Regions from separate parts of the Mus musculus genome. Here region 1 is linked to region 2. The links are chromatin contacts, called in public HiChIP or PLAC-seq maps. All regions are on one chromosome and are shown on one strand. Each heading gives the region's core, a stretch centred on a gene start, on an enhancer-like site or on the middle of the called end of the contact. The rest is flanking DNA. Distances are from core to core; before and after follow the strand shown. Region 1 has its middle 17 kb from the start of Chchd7. Region 2 has its middle 30 kb from the start of 2210414B05Rik.

The links. HiChIP or PLAC-seq counts read pairs in DNA pulled down with a chosen protein or histone mark.
Region 1: an H3K27ac HiChIP or PLAC-seq map of large pre-B cells shows a contact between it and region 2, with 4 times the contacts expected there. The contact joins two enhancer-like sites. A contact is called at or near these places in 5 of 39 promoter capture datasets (the HPC-7 cell line, cranial neural crest, maxillary cranial neural crest and 2 more), 1 of 15 datasets of contacts at CTCF or cohesin (stem cell-derived epiblast-like cells), 3 of 484 Hi-C or Micro-C datasets (the Ba/F3 cell line, myeloid progenitors and nephron progenitors), 2 of 115 datasets of contacts at active chromatin or transcription factors (bone marrow-derived macrophages and large pre-B cells) and 2 of 9 other capture datasets (adipose tissue and liver).

Annotation. Positions count from the first base shown.
Region 1 is chr4:3,952,300-3,958,828 of GRCm38.p6, forward strand. No RefSeq gene overlaps it. Among named protein-coding and RNA genes, the nearest start is that of Chchd7, 17 kb to the left of the region's middle. Within about 2 kb of position 1,787, at least 78 of the 459 cell types and tissues checked have an H3K27ac peak or open chromatin away from gene starts, as enhancers often do. A contact at or near this core is called in the Ba/F3 cell line, the HPC-7 cell line, bone marrow-derived macrophages and 1 more, where this site is marked.
Region 2 is chr4:3,622,945-3,629,068 of GRCm38.p6, forward strand. No RefSeq gene overlaps it. Among named protein-coding and RNA genes, the nearest start is that of 2210414B05Rik, 30 kb to the right of the region's middle. Within about 2 kb of position 3,952, at least 100 of the 459 cell types and tissues checked have an H3K27ac peak or open chromatin away from gene starts, as enhancers often do. A contact at or near this core is called in the Ba/F3 cell line, the HPC-7 cell line, bone marrow-derived macrophages and 1 more, where this site is marked.

The sequences.
Region 1 (6,529 bases), core at 537-3,036, 330 kb after region 2:
GCATGAGATTATTGACATCCCTTCCATACAGTGACATCTTGCTATTTTCATTCACCAGCACCAAGCATACCCTGTTTTCTGATCTTGAATGTCTACTCCGCTGCTCTCAGCTCTGCTATCTTCTCAGGCTCAGCTCTCAGATATGTGCTGAGCCTTTATGACAACCCTGGTCAGATTCACTGTGCTTTCTCATCATTTGTATACAGGCACTGTGGCATTTCCACTACTCTGCATAGCTGGGGGACACAACTATTCACTAAAATCAGGCAGTGGAGGACTCTAAATGTGATCTTTCACATTCTGCCTTCTGTTTTTTAAAGGAAGGACGAGGAATGGTATGCCTCACTTCAAACAGGAGAGGGGTGTGGTGATTTGATTTTTGTTCATAAAGACAACAGTTGCCAGTGATAGTTTTCAGTTTCAGGAGCCATTTCTGCTGTTGTCAGTGTTTCAGATGAACATCCTGCAACTGCATAGAGTTCTGTTTGTGAGTCATAGGCTGTGCTCAGATTGAGAAATTTGTAGGAGTTCTCAACAAATGGCTAGTTTTCCTTGTAAGAGCTGGATGGTGCTATCACACAGTGAGATGGTAGGTATGCACTGGATATGCACCTTCCTTTAGAAAAAACTGTGAAATCACATTTTAAAAAAGACTATTTTGGGGACTGAACTACTTGGGGCTTCAGTGGTGGAGTGCTTGTTTAGCACACACTGGACTGTAAAATGATCAGTCTACAAAGATCACCTAAGTCTACCCACTCAGCATCTCCTGTTTGAGACCACTTGGATTTCTCATTCAAGTCCTGAGAGTTTTCTTAAAGAAATAAAGAAAGTAAGGGTCATTTCAAAGCACATACCTGGGTACTGGTAGGAAAGAGGGCAAGCTACAAGCAAATTCAAACAAAGGGAAGAACAGAAAATGACAGAATGAGAGGGTAATTCAACCAGGTGCAGGGTAACTGGGCAAAGATGGCTATGCTGGCTTCTGAAACAGCCACAATGAAAGTAAAAAGCCAAATGTCCTGATTAATAACATAAGTATTACATGGCAAAGTGTGAAAAGAGCATTGTGTTTATGTGAGTTTTGGCTCTGCGCCCTATTATCTGGATCATCTGAATGAATTGTTTCACCCTTAAGCATCTTCTGTGTTTTGAAATTATAATTTAAAAAATTGGTTATAGTGACCATAAAGAAACCCATGAGTTGGGTGGGTAGATACTGATATTTGAGAGGCGTGTATTGAGACTGGATTATTCATCACTAAAAGCCACAGTGAACTTTAGGCCAGCCACCTAGTCCTTTCAAAAACCCCAACTATAAAAGATAACACTCTCTTGCATCTGCAGGAAAAGGCTGTCTGAAACCAAACAAAGTGCCCCTTTCCACACCTTCCCTCTTATTGTTCTACCATTTGGTCCATATTGCTGTCTCCTGAGAGTTTTTACTCCTGGACTACCACTGTCCTAGTTTCTTCATCCCCATCTGAAATCATCAGTAAGCAAGAGAAGCATACAAGAGTCCACTGGGCAGCAACTGAAGATTTCAAAAGGAGCTAGATGGAAGTGAGAATAAACAGTACTCCCCCCTCCCCACCAATGCTTAGGGCACAATTTACATAAAGAAGCTGACTGTTGCTTAGACTGTTCTGCTACCAACTAGAATTCTCCCTACTCTCTCCTCCCTTCCCTCCACTCCACTTTTCAATCAGTCCTTCATTCCCTTCAGAGAACCTCCTCTCACTTCCTCTGACTCTGCCTAGTCTAGCCTCATCTACTCTTCCTGAAACTTGAACTTTCTACACAAGGTTCACATTTCCATAATGCAGCATGGAGTACAGGTCTCCTTGACTCTGGGATTATGTGATGGTATAGCTCATTGTATCCTTGCAGTGCTCTGTACTTCTGGAAAGTGCAAAGGCAGAGACGACTGTGATACTTCATACTTTCATTTTCACTTCGTAAAACACTCTCAGAAACATAATTAATTACACTGAAAGTTGCATGTGCTCTGAGAAGTCAGCCTTCCTGGTTTGCAGATGTAAGACTGAGCCTTAGTGCATTCAAGTGACCTGCTCAGTAGACAAAGTTGCCAGTTTTCTTCCTCTGTGCTCCAGGCTGACCCTATTTCTTAGTGTCTATTCTGTTTTCCAAACCTCATAATTGCAGCTATTATCCAAATTCTCATTTATTTCACCAATTCGTACTTACCAAGTTTGTAAATCAGAGATTGTTAAAGTGAATGAGAGCTGCATACTCTGGGAGAAAGTTACACATTAAGAATATTCTAAATATTGTAGTGGGTTCACCCTTTTCATCCACTCTAGAAAATCTTTCAAAAAATGTATAGTACTTTGCACCCATCATTCTTGCCTTACCCTCTACTACTGCAAAAGCTATGAGAGGTGACTTTAGTGAGAGATGACAAAGTACTCTATGCCACAAAATAGCAAGAAAGAATAAGGCAAGAAGCCTGGATCACAGCCAAGTAGAAGATGTATTTTTCCTCCTGGATAAACGTGTTGGTTTGCCCTTTTCTTGTAGTAACGACTTCTGAAGAGGAAGTTCCTTGGGACGCTGCAGATCCTGGAGGGTGTTTTCAGTTTATAGGCTACACTTGGCAACCAGTGTCATCCCTGTCTGTTTCATTCACTTCAATATACATGTCCTTGTGGAACAGCATTCCAATCCCATGATGACTTCAGCAGAGGATTCTCACTGTGAAGAGTGTCTTTCACAACCCAAATAGACCACAGTTCTCCACCTCCTGGGAAAAACAAACTATATTATTATCATCACCACCAAAAACTCACACCAGCTTTCTTCTGCCACAGCGCAGTCATGGGTCTGTTCGCCTCCAATCTTGTGTAGCCTCCTGGCATTCCCTAAGATGAGTGTGTGGGTGACTGCCTCATTCAGTTACCTCTTCTGTCTCCAATTTTATTTCCTGCTCATTTAAAACTTTGCACTGGGGGGATGCATGAGAAGGTGTGGAAAGCTGAGAGGGGAAGGAATGTTCGTGAGGGAATTACACCTTCAGTGGTTGGAGGTGTGGCTAAGTTTATAATCCTGTTTTACTTCTAGCTCTGTGTGTGTGTGTGTGTGTGTGTGTGTGTGTGTGTGTGTGTGTGTGCGTGTGTGTGTGTAGGCTAGGTCAGCCTCAGGAACACTACCTTCTGTGAGACAGAGTCTCTCATAGTCCTGAAGCTTATCTGTTAGCTAAATTGGCTGTCTAGTGACCTTCAGAAATTCTCTTGTTGCTGCCTTTCTAGTGTGTTACTGCATTTGGCATCTTATTTGAGTTCTTGGGATCAAACTTAAGTCCTTACACTTTTGAGGCAAGATCTAGTTTGACTACATTATATCTCCTCAGCCTTGGATAATTTTCTGAAGCTTAGAAGTCTTGTGTGTTCTGCATCTATAAAATGCCAGCACTAGAGAGTGCATTTTTATAGGAGTAAGATAAGGTGTATGAAAGATCAGCATGATGACTGGGATGTACAAGGCACCAATAACAGTTTACTATTGTTCTCTAGTCCTCTCTTTTGAGTAGAGGTAGAGTGAAGAAAGGCTCTTGGAATCCCCTTTAAGTAATGTGGTTTAAGTCTGGAAAAGAGGAGGCTTATATTTGGATACTTACTGGAATAACAGGTCAATTATAACTCATCCATGTTGTTGACCTTCAAGCATCCTTGTCTGAAGTAAGAATTCTTTGGTACTATGTGATTAAATGACTATTATTCTTACTGTAGGGTCTGGTTCTGTCTAAGGACAGGGCTGGCTGAGTGTGTATGGCTTTGCAACTCAGCAGTCTTCAAGAGGGCATAGAAGCATATTTATAAAGATAATCAGAACAGTATGGCAGTATGTTTGGATAGTAACTTTGCTCTAGAAACATTTACAACATTAAGATTCTTAGCACATCTGTACCAACTAAAATTATGAATGAAATGGGTTTGCTTAGAACCCCCCAGCCCCCAAAAAAGAGAAGTGAATAGTAAAACTGGGAGATATGGAGCACTGGGAAGAGCATCATTACAATGGGCCAGGAAATAAGCTTGTTTAAATGAAAAGGCCCAAATAATGGGGAAGGTGACATGGAAATCAGGAGGCAAACAAAGAGAGAAGAGACGACAATGTTTAACTTAAAACCCAGCAACGATTTGACCTTACAGATAGAGAAAACACCAAGAAAAAACATTCAAGATGTGCCTTATGTGAATACTAAAACATCCATTGATGTAATTAATCAATTTTGATTCCTTATCTGCTATCTGCTATATGGTCTGTTGAAATATAGATTCATTTCTAAACAAAACAAACAAAATCTCTGCACACATAAACTTATATGATGGCGGAGAGAGACACAATTCACAACAAACCCAAGAAATAAGCTAGGCAGCATAGCAGAGCTTCATAAGCTTTATGGATAAAAGCATCCACAAGGTGTGGTAATAGGGATGGCTGTGGTGCCTGGAGGGTTAGAAGCAAGTGGTAAAGAGGGATTGGGGGTGGGGGTTAAAGAAGGTATTGAACACAGTAAGGGTTGGGGAAGGAGACTTCTTTCTTCTTTGAAAGTATTACTTGGGGCTACAGCCCAACGAGGGAACATTTGCTTCTAGTTACTGTCTGACTTCGCTTTTATTTATTTCTTTTATTTATTTATTATTTTATTTTATTAGATATTTTCTTTATTTACATTTCAAATGCTATCCCAAAAGTCCCTGATGCCCTCCCCCCCCCCACTCCCCTACCCACCCACTCCCACTTCTTGGCCCTGGTGTTCCCCTGTACTGGGGCATATAAAGTTTGCAATACCAAGGGGCCTCTCTTCCCAGTGATGGACGACTAGGCCATCTTCTGTTACATATGCAGCTAGAGACATGAGCTCTGGGGGTACTGGTTAGTTCATATTGATGTTCCACCTATAGGGTTGCAGACCCCTTCAGCTCCTTGGGTGACTTTGCTTTTCTAATGAGTGTGTGCTGGGTTTCAGAATGTAGAAGTAAAAGAGGTGATACGTGTGTCCCTGTGAGAGCAGAAAGTAGGCCCTCATTGAACCTAGAGATCATATTTACTGAAGTAATGAAAAGCAAATCTTTCCCTGGTCCAGGCAGCAAGGGTCATCAGGATGCAGGGCAGCAAGTGAGCAATCAAGTTTGAATTCATACAGAAAAGGTACATTGACATGTATAGATAAACCATGAATGGAGATATTTCCATGTACAGATAAACCACACATGGAGTTGGAAAACATTTTTAATATTTGAATCTGTAGAATGCTAATCATCTTTGAAGAAAAGTTCCTACTGAGGAGTATAATATCCCAACTGATCTGCTGATATGATGTAGTTTCTTCCATGATTGCCTCAGGTTGACTCTCTACCTTTAGGTTGAGTGCTCATGGTCCAGCTTGGAACTGGAATTGTGTATACACTATCTAGGTGCTATTTGAGTTTGGAGTAATAAAATTTCATGTAGAAAAGAAGAACATTTCTCCCATTCTAGGAAACATACCATCCATTGTCCTACCTGATGGAGGCCATGCTGTTGTAACCAAATTGATCAGGGACTTTTATCGATGCCAGAGGCAGCCACACTAAACAAGCCCTTGTCTCAAGATATGGAGGACCCATCTAAACCACAGGTAGAATTTGCCAACCTCTGGTCTTCTATTGGTTTAACACATGGAAGAAAACTGTTATCTATGTCTGACCTATTGTCTTGAGAACCAATCTAGGGGAAGGGGAGGAGTCCTTGTGCCAAAGTTCGGAACTATTCCCAGAATCATCTGACTTTCACTAACTCTTCAGGTTGAAGTCATGGGGTGGAAAAGGAGATCTAGCTAATCAGGTTTTTTAATGCTCCAAGATAGGGATTGAAAGCATAAAACATAAAAGTATTGTCTCTCAGCATCCACAAATAGGGATTCATTGCAGAAACTCTTGCAACTCCTTAGGTGCATAAGTCCCATATCTGTACTTTATAGGCTTAGTGAATACCATGCAGTGCATTGTAAACCTCTGTTAGACTAGTGATTAGGGAATTGTATATTACTTCTCAGGACATGTTGGAGGCTGATCACATCCCCTCAGGGATCAGGACAGCAGAGTTCACGTAAATAGCTCACACAGAAGATGCTTGTATCACAATGTGCTACACCAATTCAAGCGATGCTGACAACTGGAGGGCGTAAATGGAATTGTGTATAAATAAAGAGGGAGAGTCTGTATTTAAATACAGACAGGCAAATACAGAAGAAGTCAATGGCAAACAGACAGTCTGGTGCTGGGGACTGGACCACACTAGATAGTGCTCCGTCACAGGGCCACATTCCCAACCCTTGACATCTTGCTACAAGATCCATTCTGCTTCTATTCTGAGTGATGGGACTAAACATAGTGCTACCATATCCAATTTGCAGGTGACTTTTTCTTTTGCCATTTGTTTTCAGTTTGGTGAATTTTTTTGCAGGAAATTTTCTGGGCACCAGACATGGTATTGCAGGATACCGTTGCAAAACAAAACAGCA
Region 2 (6,124 bases), core at 2,702-5,201:
CAAGCCAAGTGAAGCAAGCCAGTAAAGAACATCCCTCCATGGCCTCTGCATCAGCTCCTGCTTCCTGACCTGCTTGAGTTCCAGTCCTGACTTCCTTGGTGATGAACAACAGTATGGAAGTGTAAGCCGAATAAACCCTTTCCTCCCCAACTTGCTTCTTGGTCATGATGTTTGTGCAGGAATAGAAACCCTGACTAAGACACCAGGTTAACTGTGGGAGTGGGGTCTAGCCAGAATACCAGGAGCTTGGGGCATTGTCTATGTGATAGTCACAGGATTATGGAGCTGGGTCTCTGGAGTAAGCTTCACTCAACCAGAACACAGGTTGCCTTTCACGGTCCCACACTGTGTAACTGAGGTACCTGATTAGAGCATTCAAGAATAATGTTGGACTGCACAGTGGTCATCTCAGTTTGTGCTATCCAGTAGGAAATCCATAGGTTTCCTGATAAAAACCTAAAAAGTAAAACCAAGGGCTGGGGAGATGGTCTGCTATGCAGGAGGAACTGAATTTGACCCCCAGAACTTGGGTTTAAAAAAAAAAAAAAACCAGATGTGGTAGTGCACAGCCCTGTCTGTAGCCTCAGCCCTGCGACGCAGAGACAGACAGATGGCCTAGCCTACCTGAAGAGATCCAAATCAATAGGAAACTTTGTCTCAAAATAAAGTAAACGTCTTTCCTGAGGAATAAAACTGCCAATTGTCCTCTGGTCTACATGCATGCACACACACACACACACACACACACACACTAATAATAAATTAACATTATTAAAAGAAATTAATATATTTCATTACCAAAAAGATCATTTCAATATATATCCAAAACAAATAGCTTTTTCTCTTCAGTTTTTTTTTTTTTGGGGGGGGGGGAACAGGACCTCTGCACATAGCACTAATAGGCCTTGAACATACTTTGTCAACCAGACTAACCTTGAACTCAAAGAGATCCACTTGCTTCTGCCTCCAAACCTGGAATGAAGAGTCATGACTTTAATCCCTATATAGTAAGTTCAAGGCCAAGCAGGGCTACAAAGAGACCCAGTGTCAAAAAACACACAAACAAAACAAAACACAAACAAAAGCAAAAACTAACTAACCAACCAAAACCAAAACAAACAAATAAAGGAACATAAGACATACTCTACAGGACAGACCACATTCTGAACCATAGAGCTGAGCTCAGAGTTAAAGGGTGAAGCCCAGGGTGACTTTCCTCTTTTCAACAGTCTCACTCTATACTCCAGGCTCGACTAGAACTTACGATGTTCCTCTCTGGGATTCCCAAGTGCATGCAACCCCACCCTGGCTACTCTCTTGGGTATCTGCTGCAGAATTGATTAATTTTATTCTGTTCTCTGAAACTGACACTACATCTAATTTGTATCACCGGCCATTTAGTTACTCATGTGCTCCTTGCTAATGGCTCCCATACAGACATCTGGAGAACAAAATGAATAATGTAATAATAATGTAATAACAAAAACACTTTTTGGCACAGGACAGCCTTTGCTACATTACACTACAGCAGTGGTTCTCAACCTTCCTAATACTGTAACCCTTTAATAGATTTCCTCATGTTATGGCGACCTCCAACCATAAAGTATTTTGTTGCTACTTCATAACTCTATTTTGCTCCTGTTATTAATCATAATGTAAAATATCTTATATGCAGGATATTTGATATGGGACCCCTTGTTGAGAACCACTGCACTGAGTGTAAAGTGATGGGAATTGAAATTCCATTCTTAGGTAAGAGTGCCACTGGGCTGTAGATCAGAAGTAAAACATTAAGCTCACCTTCTATAGCATAGACAAGGAAATTTAAGTTGTCCTTCCACATGAGAACATGGAAGCCAGTCCTTGATAGTATGTCAAGAGTTTGAGAAATCCTAAAGTAGGTTTGTGACACCCTCAATTTATTTCACGTTACCTGTCCCAATCGAGTAAACCCATGATTCTTCACTTTCCCTGACAAAGAACAGTATGCCTGATGTGTAAAATAGCAAGTGTGTTGCTAAAGGTTGTGTTAAACTGTTGAAACTATCTCCTTTAGGGCTTGGGCTGGCATTTACTTAATCCATTCAGGTCTCTCCGGGCATCTTTGGAGCTTGATACATCAGAACTAGTGGAATACTCAGCCCCTGACAGCCCTGCTTCTCCCTAGCCCTCACAGCAAGGGCTACAGAATTGATTAATTCTATTCTGTTCTCTTCATTTAAATTGATTTTCTTTTTTTTATTACGTATTTTCCTCAATTACATTTCCAATGCTATCCCAAAAGTCCCCCACACCCTCCCCCCCCCCACTCCCCTACCCACCCATTCCCATTTTTTGGCCCTGGCGTTCCCCTGTACTGGGGCATATAAAGTTTGCCTGTCCAATGGGCATCTCTTTCCAGTGATTTTCTTTACATTGTGTTTCTAATAAATACACTGAAATACTTAGTCACTTTTACAAAGAAATGCTAGTATGCAAAAAGAAATCTTTTCTTCTCCCAAAATTAATATATATTAAATGCATAGGCTTATCAAGCATTCATGGTTCACAATTCCAATGAAAACAACCTTCAAATGTCAGTTTGTAACTCACGATGAACAGTGTAAGAATTGTCACCTCCAGGACTGGCCTGTTGAAGTAGAAACAGTTTTCTTTGGTCATGGGCTATCCTGTTATCAGTTCATCCTGTGTCATTTGTTAAGCAAAGCAGTAAACAAATAGAATGGAGACCTGTGGACAGCTCGCCTCCAGCACTGGCCTGAAGCCCAGGCAGCTGAGCAATACCCTGCGCTTCTGGTGCGTGGTTTGAGTTGAGTTCCCCCCCGTCAATTTCTATTGCTCCTTTGGTCACTGACTTGATCTACATAATCCTGTCTACTTGGCCTTTGCCCTTGATCTTGTCTGAATCACTCACCTTGTGTCTAACTCCAGAAAGTCTACCCTAAAGAAATATTTAAAGTGAAATGGATGCATATATCTGAAGATATTCAACATATATAAGGCAATTTTGAAAGCCAAATGATTCTCTGAGGAAGACTGGCCAAGCATATAATATCCAGTCGGTATATCAGTGTATGGACATTTTGTTTTTGTTTTGTGACCATTGAGACCATGGAAGCACATCTGTTTACAATGTGAACAGCTCCTAAGAATCTGCCTTATACTATGGTACATATGGCACTATCAGCTCTTTTTAAGGGACTGGATACATCTTCATGGTTAAATGGAGTATGATTGATGTCTGCCCCATCTCTCTAGAGCCAGTACATCTGAATTGTCCTGTGGACATCTTGTTCAACCTTGAGCGCCTACCTAAGACAGCCAAAGGAGTTGAAGAGGTTCCTCCGAGTTCTAGTCCAGTACTGCAGCCCTTGTGGCAGACTGTTGGTCTCTGTACCTCACTGCACAAACATGGATACCAATACTAGAAAATATGTTCTTTCTTGGAGTGGCCCCATGCTCTCACCTTGGAGAAAAAGTAAACGAGTTTGGCACAGTCGTCGTTCATCTCTCCAGAACTGAACTTTTTCAAAAAGCTTTCAAGATTTCTTGTTGTTCTTTTGCTCTTATGGTTTCTTCAGGGCTCCTTGTTGTTATTTTGAGACAACATTTCACTATGTAGGTGTTCTGGACTGGACTCAAACTTATGTAAGGGTCCTATCACTGAAGGAAGACCAAGTAGGCAAAAACAAATAGTGTTTATCCTGCAGAAACAACCAGCATGCGGGGGTCAGCCATTCTCTGAAATGGTGACCCCAGACAAAGGCACACAGGCCTTCTTATAGGGAATGGGGGCAGGGGAGGACTCTCTAGAAGGATTAGGTAATTGAAAATGTCATTGGTAGATGCTAGGAGGTCACGGGTGATCGGTAGTCTGCATTCCTATGTCATGAATGTTCAACCATGTGATGAAATAGGGCTGCCCAGCACAGATGGCGCATTCTGAGATAGTTCCCCATTTTTGTGGTTATCCCCAGGCTGTTCTTTGAGGAGGCATTTTATGATCTTGTTCTGGGTGTTATGGTCTGATCCTGAAGCTGGTGCCTTACGGCCTTTTAGGAAATCAGGCCTGGTCCTTAAATGGAGACAGATGATTTAACCTGCGGAGTTTGAAATCATCGTTACACAGCAACAGAAAACCAATACCATACCAGTTACGTGGCTTGAATAAAATAGGCCCCCAAAGCCTCATAAGGAGAGGCACTATTAGGAGATGTGGCCTTGTTTGAGGAAGTGTGTCACTATAGGGGTGGACCTTGAGGTCTCAGAAGTTCAAGTCTGGCCAGTGTGTCACAGTCTCTTTCTGTTGCCTACAGATCAAGATACAGAACTCTCAGCTCCTTCTCCAGCACTGTGTCTGCCTACATGCCACCATGCTTCTCTCCCTGATAATAGACTAAAACCTCTGAGCTGTAAGCCAATCCCAAGTAAATGTTTTCCTTTATAGGGTTTCCATAGCCATGCTGTCTCTTCATAGGAATAGAAACCGTAACTAAGACAACTTGATTGACCAAAACAAATTCTAGGTGAGGAGGTAGGGGACACAGATATGTATGCGTAAGTAAGTGTGCACGAGGAGGTGGGGGGCACGGATGTGTAAGTGTAAGTGAGTGCGAACGAGGAGGCGGAGGACACGGATGTGTATGCATAAGTGTGCACCCCTGTTTGCAAAGGTGCAGGCCGACATCAAGCCACAGCTATCTTCTCCCATTCCATCCAGCTTCGTTTTTTGACACAGGTCTCTTAGCAAGCCTGGAGTTTGCTGACGATGACTTGCTAGCCAGTGAGTACCTGGGACCTCCTTTCCCTGCTTGCCAGCACTGTCATAGCCTGGCTTTTACGTGGGTGCTAAGGAGCAAATTGGGTCTTCATGCTTACTCATCAAATACTATACCCATTGAACCATCTCTGTCAGTCCCAAATTCTTGGTTTTTCACTTTTGCTGGTATTTTACCAGTATAATTAATTGGTAAACAACTGACAAACCATCTTTCTCCACTGGGTTCACACTGATCGTTTGGTCACTCTCAACTCTGCCATCTGTTTCTACCATGCCTCCTAACTATGGGGGCTGTTCCCTACCCATCTTCCAGCTCCTTAGCAGCACCACTGCATTAAAACTTTCCAGCTGTATGGGTTTGTACTACATTGACTCAGCAGGAGGGAGACCTGCCTTCAAACCCCAGCATAAACAAACAAACAAACAAACAAGAACAGTCTTTTCAGGGCTAGAGAGATGGCTCAGTGACTAGGTTCTCCTCTCTCTTCCAGAGGACCTGAGTTTGGTTCCTAGCACCTGTGTCAGGTAGCTTACAAACACCTCTTAACTCCAGCTCCAGAGAATTCAGTGCCTCTGGACTCCACAGGTATTCAGTTGCAAATATGTGGGAGGTTGATCTGATACTGCTTATATTCAAATGATAAATTCAGTACCCCAAGACCTGGTTGCTCCAGTGTAGAGCATATATACTAGCTTTTGTTATATATACTTTGCCCCTCTCACCCTGCTTCTAAGTCATCCCTGATTGGTTAATAAAGATACAGCTTGGGCTGGCTAGAAGAGAGGGGGTGGAGTAAAGGTTCCCAGGCTTGGGGCTGGGCCAGGGACAAGGAGAAGAGGGGAGGAAGAAGATACCATGGGGAGGTGGATCATGAGTGCATGCCCGTGACCACAGCCAGCAGCTGGAGCAGAGAGGCCCCTGGAGAACGTGGCAAGCCATATCTCAGGGTTATTGACAGGTAGACAAAATAATATAGGGGATTGCTATCTGCCCAGATCTAGTACTTTTAAGGCTCGTTATTATTATTGTGTCTTTTATTTGGGAACTATATGACCTAAATGAGGTAGAAACTCCCAAATAATATTTACCACAACACAAATACCCAAGCACAGACACACACACACATACTTACACATAATTAAAATAATAAAAATAATAGCTGCTCTATCTTTGACTGAGAAAATCCACAGCATCACTCTTGAGTCCTCTCTCAAAGTGCCTTGTTGGTTCGTCAAAAAGCCTTCTCTGGGCTACCTCTGTCTGGCCCTCTAGCCCCAAAGATTACTGCTTTCAGTTCTGCTTGGCCTTTGTGAAAGTTCTCTCTTGACTGGAAGGGTCTATGT